Regions from separate parts of the Ovis aries genome. Here region 1 is linked to region 2. Evidence: chromatin contacts called from public Hi-C data. All regions are on one chromosome and are shown on one strand. Each heading gives the region's core, a stretch centred on a gene start, on an enhancer-like site or on the middle of the called end of the contact. The rest is flanking DNA. Distances are from core to core; before and after follow the strand shown.

Region 1 (4,468 bases), core at 1,332-3,831, 55 kb after region 2:
TTTCCAAAGAAATAGAACCTCGGGTCCACTTTGTTGTCTAGATTGCACATTGATTCTGTGTTGACACACAGCCTTGCTTTGAGCCTACCAAAATACTGCTCACTTAGAATTTACCTAAAGGCCACACTACCTCAGAATCCTATAACTCTGTATTTCCTTTGTTTGGGGAGATGCCATGAAGTTCCTCTATGTACAATCTCCCACAATGCAATGATTAATAAATCTGATTTTACTAGACTACAGTACTGTTTCACTATTTTGATCTTAGGCTAACGGGAAACCCCAAGGCAACCCAGTTGAATTAAAATTCAGTCTATCTTTTGGGTTCTCAAAGTTTAAAAACCTCGAACTAGAGAGAAGTAACCAGTATGACGCGGGATGCGGCTACAACAATCTGGAAGTATCCTGGAAGCATCCCAGGGTACTGGAGTCATCGCTAAAAAGAACAGAAGGCAGAACCAGAGTAGAGCAGATGGGAGCTACCAAGAGGCTGAGTTAAGGTTGATAGGAGGAAATGGTTTCTCATCACTAGAGCTCCCTGACCTTGGAATGAAGAGACTGCACCTTCAAGAATCTCCCTTCAACCTGAAGCTTGTTCATTGCAGCTCTGGGAATTCCTGAGCAGGATGCAAAGTTCCACCTTGGCTCTCTGGTTGTCTAGTCTCTAACACTACAATGTTACTTCCAAGAACTGCTTCTTTTAGCTTTAAGCTCAAGTGCAGGCCCACGCAGAATGCTACAAGTGCCCTTCAAGTCCAACCGTACACATCTGCTTGCAGGGCTTGGATGAATTCCCTCTCATCTTAGCCAGGACTTTGGAGAACCCAGCTTAGCCTTGACGATTTTGAACTGGATGGTGGTATTTGGAGGAAGGTTAGCTTTGGCTACCTAAATGCTTGTGGAAGTGTTAGCCACTCAGCTGTGTTCCACTGTTTGGAACCCTGTAGACTTAGCCAGCCAGGCTTCTCTGTCCCTGGAATTCTCCAGGCAAGAATACAGGAGTGGGTAGCCATTCCCTTCTCTAGGGGATCCTCCTGACCCAGGAATTCCACCAGGGTCTTTACTGTCTGAGCCACCAGGGAAGCTTAGGCAAGTGTTAAAACGAAGCCTGAACTTCCCCAGAGCCCCCAACCTCCTGCAGCAACTGGGTGAAGGCGAGTGTGCGTGTGTATATGTGTGTGCGTGAGAGAGACAGAGAGGAGGTCAACAACTCCCATCAACCCCCACGAGTCCTGGGAGGCATGGGGAAACCAGTGACCCCACGCCACCCCATGAGCCATGGTGGTCACTCAGATCACTACAGTTCCCACATACCTTACAAACACTATGATGGATCTATCCTGTTGTAGAGGAAGGAAGGTGCTGGAAAGCCCGGTCTAAGTTCTGCAGGCCACCCTCTTGTAAAATGTGACTCTAAGTGCCATGTCTTTAATACTCCTATTAATAGACATAAACCAACCACCTCTGTGTATGAGAATAGGGGGCCGTGTATGAGGGCAGAGGAAGGGCAGTTGATCGCCAGAAGGGGAGTTGATCCTGTTGCTTTCCTGAGGCGGCTGAAGGGTCAAGGAAGACAGAGTGATGTGGACTCCTGTCCCCAACCAAAGTGGCAGAGCTACCCAGGAGGAACCCGCCTGGGAGGCGGGTGGGGCTGGACTGTGTCACAGCACTTAGCGGCGATAGCCCCGGCTGTGTGTCGTCAGTGTGGCCACTGGCATCACCAGATCCGTCGGGTTAGAACCAGTCACCGCGCCATCTCCGTTTTCCTCACTGCACTCACCTCCCCCAAATACTCTCCTTCACTCAGATGTCTGTTGTCACCTAGTCTGGGCCCTAAGGGATGAAGGGAAAGTGCGGCGCTCCCAGGGGGCAAAGAATCCACCTGCCAATGCAGGAGACACAAGAGTTCGATGCCTGGGTTGGGAAGATCCCCTGGTGAATGGAATGGCAATCCATTCTTGCCTGGAGAGTTCCATGGACAAAGGAGCCTGGTGGACTACAGTCCATGAGGTCACAAAGAGTCAGTCTCTCTCTCACACACACACACAGACACACATACCCCAGAGGAGCCCAAATCCCATGGACAGAGGAGCCTGGCGGACTACAGTCCCTGGGATAACAAAGAGTCAGACAGACAGACACACCCAAAGGAGCCCAAAGCTGGCTTTTCTGTGCTTTTGCTTTTCGTGGTGGTTGTTGGGAGCAGACGCTCCAAAGGAGCGCAGCCGTGAGGCCAGGAGAACTCGGTATTACAGTCAGTCAGAGAAAAACGGTTCCTGTTCGGGCTGCTCAGGGGAGCTGGACCGGAGCACCTTCCGGGTCGGCCAAGTCCGGAAGCCGCCCCCGCGCAGGGCGCCAGGCAGGAGCAGAGCCTCGGCGGCCCCGACACCCTGCGCTGGGTTCCCCTGCGCTCGCGGAGGCGGCGGAAGCCGCGGGGACCGAGCCCTCCGCCCGGGCGCGCCAGGCAGGGGCGGGGCCGCGGGCGGACCGCCGCCCGGGTCCCGAGTTCTGCGCATGCTCGGCTCGCTGGCCCTCCGCGGTCTCGGGGCTGGGGAGCGCCGCCCGCAGCGGGAGCCGGCACATGGCGCAGGCGGGGGGTGCCGGTGCGGGGGCCTGGGGTCGGCGGGGCGCGGGCGCAGGTGCGGGCCTGGAGCGCGCGCCTTGGCGCTGGGCCCCCGCGCTGCTCTGGCTGGCGGCGGCGACGGCGGCGACGGCGGCGGGCGACCCCTCCCGGCGCCAGTGGCCGGTGCCCTACAAGTGAGTGCGCGGCTGGACGGGGCGGGCGCGCGCGCGCGCGGCCGAGGTTTTCTGTCCAAAGTGCGTGGGGGCGGTGGCGGGGAGGAGTTGCGTCCAGGTCGCGTGATCGTGCCGGGGAGGCGCGGCGAGGAGCGAAGTGGAGTTCCTGGGGCGCGGCTGTTTGTTGCACGATGCCCTGGGGTCTTTCTTCCTCCCGGGGCCGTTGAGCCAGTTCCAAGGTGACTGTCCTGAATCGTGGGGGAAAAGGGACTAATGTTATTTCGTTGTGTGATTTTCGGTACAAATCGCTGACAATTTGAATAGTTTGGGGAGACTTAATAATGTATTTTCTATCGTGTCAGGTCCTGTCATTAGTTATCGTGAGTGCGTAACATTTGCACTCCCAGTTACCAGTTAACCTAGCTCTTGGGACTTCCCGTTTTCAGCACTCAAAGTTGGGTATCTAGGGAATCCCCTCGCCACGTCCTGTCCCCCCACCTCCTGGGTGAGTGGCCTCGACTGTCCACAGTCTTCAGCCAGGAGGTATAGGTCGCTGGTGTTATGCTGTGGATGCGGAGATGTAGGAACTGTGTTTGAGCCTTTGAACTAGAACAGTATTTACGTAGCCTAATTATCAGAGGTCGCTAAGCAGAGAAAAGGAAGATAAAGTGTCAACATCAGGCAGGGGAAAACCTAGCAGCTTTTGAAAATGCACACCCCTTTCGGATGAAAATAGCGAGTTGGCAGGCAGGATAGCCTGGTCCTGGTCGCGAGCGAGTTCTAGGCTCTGACCGCAGCAGATCGAGTCAGGCCCCGTCATCACTAGCTGTGTGATCTTGGGAAAGTCGCTCAGGATCTCTGTGCGCACATATCCTGAGTCAGAAAGTAGGAATAGTAGTTACTTCAGGTTTCATTGTGGTGGTTAAATCTAGTAAAGGCCAGCCAGCATTTCAGACCTGATAACAGTATTAGTGTATTCTGCCCGCTGAATGGCTTGCTGGGCCTTCTTTTGCTTGATATTCAGGAAGAGAGAAGTTTGAAGCTGGTTTTCTTGAAAATGTTATTAACAACAAAGTGTTCCCCCCAAAGTAAAAATATAATATTCAGTAAAACAAAGAAGAGAGTGAAATCCAAAACTACTTGATTTACATTTAAAAGTTTGAAATGTTAAGCATGTGCCTTCATTTACCCCCATAATAAAATTTTAATTTTATTATGTTCACACTTAAATTATACTTTTGAAATTACCATTGACCTAAATTTGATTTTGCTGTAAGCAGATGAAATTTATGTATAGTTAACTATTCATTTTTAAATCAGGTAAGCACCTGTAAAACAGGTAAAATTTTAGGTGAGTTTTTAATATTTTTGTCTAAATCAAGATTTAAACTTTTTAAGTTATAGACATTTTTGTTGATGTGTGCCTGCTGCTGCTGCTGCTAAGTCGCTTCAGTCGTGTCTGACTCTGTGTGACCCCATAGACAGCAGCCCACCAGGCTTCCCCGTCCCTGGGATTCTCCAGGCAAGAACACTAGAGTGGGTTGCCATTTCCTTCTCCAATGCATGAAACTGAAAAGTGAAAGTGAAGTCACTCAGTCGTGTCCGACTCTAGCAACCCCACAGACTGCAGCCCACCAGGCTCCTCCGTCCATGGGACTCTCCAGGCAAAAGTACTGGAGTGGGGTGCCATTTGTTGATGTGTTAGGATTGATTTCACAAAAAATCTGGGAAC
Region 2 (4,020 bases), core at 477-2,976:
GAAACACTTCTGTAAATGAGGGGTTCACACAAATAACCAAGAGCTGCGTTTCGCAAGAAAAGCTCTCTCAGTTTATAGGAGGATATACAGAAGCAGATGAGAGTGGAAGCTGAGTGACCACTTAGGAAGCCTTTTCAGCATCAAAGAAACCATAAGGGCTCCAACCAGAGCAACCATCAGGGTAAAAATGAAATTCCCCAAACTTCGTGATTAAATAGACTGGAGGATGAGGAAGAAGGCAAAGATGACTCAGTTTTCCAGCCATGGATGGACCCCCACGAGATCCAGAGAACATAGGAGAGGGGAAGAGATGATGCGGTAGGTGCCCAAGGACATCCAGATGGAGACAGCAAGGAGACAGCGAAACAGCTGAGCCTGAAGCTTGGGCTAGCGGAACAAGCCACGGAGACAGAGCAAGGAGTCATCTGCCCTTGACTGAAGTCAGGGCCCACGAGCCCAGCAAAGAACCCCTGGTGAGCGGGTTCACCATGAGAAGAAGAAAGCCAAGGCGGAGCTCAGATGGCACCCAGTGAAGTGGGCTGGCAAGGAAGAGAAGCCAACGGGACACAGAGAAACGTGGTTAGAGAGGCTGGAGAAGAACCAGGACAGCCTGGTGTGACGGGGTCCAGGGGAAGGTGTTTCAGGAGGGAGCACAGTGCTGGGACTCAGAGCGTAGGTTCTGGGGCTTCCCTGGTTAGGCCAGCAGTTAAGACTCTACACTTCCACTGCAGGGCATGCACTGGTGGGGAAACTAAGATCCTGCACACTGCATGGCAAGGCAGAAATGTTTAAAAAAAAAAAAAAAAAGGCCATAGGTCTGACTTTAGTCTGCCTCCATGTCCATGCCAGCCCCAGCATTTACTAACTGGCTGAAATAGAGTAACTTCTTTTATGCTTTCGTTGCCTCAATTGTAAAATGGACACAGCAATGGGTACCCACCTCATGCATTCTATTGTGATAGTGTAATAAGTTAACATAAAAAGCATTGAGCCCACTACCTGCCACATATTATGTTCTTTTTTTATTTATTTTTTATGTTCTTTTTTTAAACAGCATTTTAAAAACACTATTATTGAGGTGTGTGTTTGCGTGCTGAGTTGCTTCAGTCATGAGCAACTCTTTGCAACCCCATGGACCCACCAGGCTCCTTTGTCCATGGGATTCTGCAGGCAAGAATCCTGGAGTGGGTTGCCATGCCCTCCTCCAGGGGATTTTCCTGACACTGGGATCGCACCAGTGCCTGCAGCTTCTGCATTGCGGGTGGATTCTCAGCAGGGAAGCCCCTACTGAGGCACAGTTGATATACCTGCACATACCTTATGTGTCTAATTTGATGAGTTTGGACGTATGCATACACATGTGAAACACGATCACTTCAATCAAGGTAAGAGAAATATTCAGCACCTCCAAATTCTCCTTGTACCCTTCTATGTGTGTGTGTGAGTGTGTGTAAGGACACTTGGTGTGAGATTTACACTCAACCAGTTTTGTTAACCACAAGCACAGTGTTGTACAGCACATCACTAGGCTCAGTGGGCCAGAGACCAGAGGCCAGAAGAAGCAGGGGTGTCTCCACCAAAGCCAGTGTAAACAGATGATGACAGTCCAACCCTGACGCCTGATACCAGATGGCCCTACCCAATCCCTTGAGACAGCATAAGTGCCCCCCCACCTCCCCACACGGTCCTGGAAGATGAGAGCGGGGAAGATCCTGACACCAGTGGAGACTGAACTTCTGTCCTTCAGCAGAATAAAGATTCCATGAGGAAACAGATTCAGTTAGAGACATTTTACAGAGATATACTTCTTACACACCAGTGTTTATGGGTGAAGTTGCATGCTTGCTACAGAAGTCATCTGCTAAGATCACACTGTACTGTGCTCGTGTCTACGGCATCACCCTGGCCCATACAGCCTCATCAGCTTTCCAAGGAGGACGTAATAGGGCTATGTGACTGGCCTTTTCCCAGATTCAGTGCTCATCTAGGCCAAGGGCCCACCATCCCTCCATTTAATGAGCCAGGAATGGCCTGTCAGACTCTTATTTGGCTGAAGCAGCCCATCATTAAAAGCCCTTAAAATGTTCAGAAACAAATCATGTTCTATCTGTTTTATGGTGCCAAACGCTTGTCTCATAAATAACTGTTGAAGTATTTGAGAAGTTTTTAATGTTCCTTTTTGAAGAAAATACCGATCCCTCCAACTGGTCCCTGTGTGACACACGACAAAAGACAGAATTCAGGCTCTTGAATGTCTATGATACAGCATGTGGCAGCCCTGCCTCCTCTAGAGCCCTGGCCTCTAAAGCAAATGGAGGGATGGATTCTTCCGCCAACCACACAGAACATAATTTTAAGGTCTGGACTGAAAAAACTCCAATACAGACCACTTCAAAAGCAGCATCTTCCGTAGGCTCCTGAGGCCTCTGATAACAGGGGCTTCCCTGATATCTCAGTTGGTAAAGAATCCGCCTGCAATGCAGGAGACCCCGGTTTGATTCCTGGATCAGGAAGATCTCCTGGAGAAGGAATAGGCTACCCACTCCAGTATTCTCGGGCTTCCCTTGTAGCTCAGCTGGTAAAGAATTTGCCTGCGATGCGGGAGACCTGGGTTTGATCCCTGGGTTGGGAAGATCCCCTGGAGAAGGGAAAGGCTACCCACTTCAGTATTCTGGCCTGGAGAATTCCAAGCACTTGTAGAGTCTGTGGTGGAGTCGCAAAGAGTCAGACACAACTTACCCTAAGGGTCATCTGACAATGTACACTTCCTGGACCCTCCCTAGCAGTGCCTCCTCCACCCTGCCATGGGTAAGACAGCAGAAAGCAACCAGTCTAGCTTACAGTACCTAAGCTCCCTACAGGAATGGCTTCCCTTAATTAAGATTTTTGTTCTCTTCCATTTCTATAGAGGCTTCCTGTCAGGCAATGTTTAACAGGAGGATTCCTACATGCTGTTTCTCATAAACCCTCTGTTCCTTATTAGTTTCTGCTGCCAGAAATGAGTAGAGCTGCATGCAGCTCTCAGGACTGAAGTCATAGGATAAGACAGGCTTGAGTCTCCTTCAGTAAACATTCTCCTTACGACAAAACTGCTTAGTCTTGATCCTTTCTTGAGATATGGATTGTCTCCTGACCTTGTGACCATTATTAATCCCTTGTTCCCTTGGTAACAGTTGCTGTACATTTGGTTTTCTGATCTTTATCACTGTCAAAAGAAATTTCTTATAACATAGCCTATATATACTCACAGAACGATCATTAAAGCACCTTTGCTCCATCAGAGCTTGGGTCCCCGTGTTTGTCTGTCTGTCTTTCTTTCTTTCTCTCTATCTCTCTCTCTCTCTCTCTCCCTCCCTCTCTCCCTCCGGCTCTCTCTTTCACTTTCCTATTGTAGACTCCGGATCGCCAGGTCCCGGTCTATTAAAGGACCCCAACAGCTTCCCAGGAGGTGCAGTGGTAAAGAATCACCTGCCAATGCGGGAGACATGAGAGACTCGCATTCCATCCCTGGGTGGGGAAGATCCCCTGGAGTAGGAAATGGCAACCCACTCCAGTATTCTTGCCTGGAGAATTCCATGGACAGAGGAGCCTGATGGTCTACAGTTAATGGGGTCACAGAGTTGGACACTCCTGAGCACACGCACACACACACACACACACACACAGCTTTTATAGATGGTTTATACCAAGATTATCCATTTCAACAATGTTTCCATGACTTTTGCAAGGTCAAATTTAGAGTTACTGACTGTCAAGTTGTAAAATGTCTCATATGAAGACCCACTCAATAAATTTCTTTATTCACAGCAAGAAGAAATTCAGTTCCTCGAAGATCTAGCCTGCATCCTGCTGTCAGACAGTAAGAACTGTATTACTCAACTCCCTTCTTGCCTTGGCTCCAGAAAGTAGAAATGGTTATCATGTCCTACTGCAGTAATCGATTTCTCTTACAGCCAGTGACTTTGATTCCTCTGCTGTATTAATGTGTCTCTGATCTTAGTTATATGTTGTGTCTGATTC

What was found. A called contact is a pair of places that touch in the nucleus more often than the background predicts.
Region 1: a Hi-C map of mesenteric adipose tissue shows a contact between it and region 2, with 2.9 times the contacts expected there. The contact joins the promoter of CLN5 here to the enhancer-like site in region 2. A contact is called at or near these places in 6 of 16 Hi-C or Micro-C datasets (liver, mesenteric adipose tissue, mixed tissues and 2 more).

Annotation. Positions count from the first base shown.
Region 1 is chr10:52,710,993-52,715,460 of ARS-UI_Ramb_v3.0, forward strand. It overlaps CLN5 (CLN5 intracellular trafficking protein), which reads left to right and starts at 2,582. Exons shown (of 4, transcript NM_001082595.1): 1 at 2,582-2,757. The coding sequence starts at 2,582.
Region 2 is chr10:52,656,580-52,660,599 of ARS-UI_Ramb_v3.0, forward strand. No RefSeq gene overlaps it. Among named protein-coding and RNA genes, the nearest start is that of ACOD1, 20 kb to the right of the region's middle. Within about 2 kb of position 1,727, at least 1 of the 54 cell types and tissues checked has an H3K27ac peak or open chromatin away from gene starts, as enhancers often do.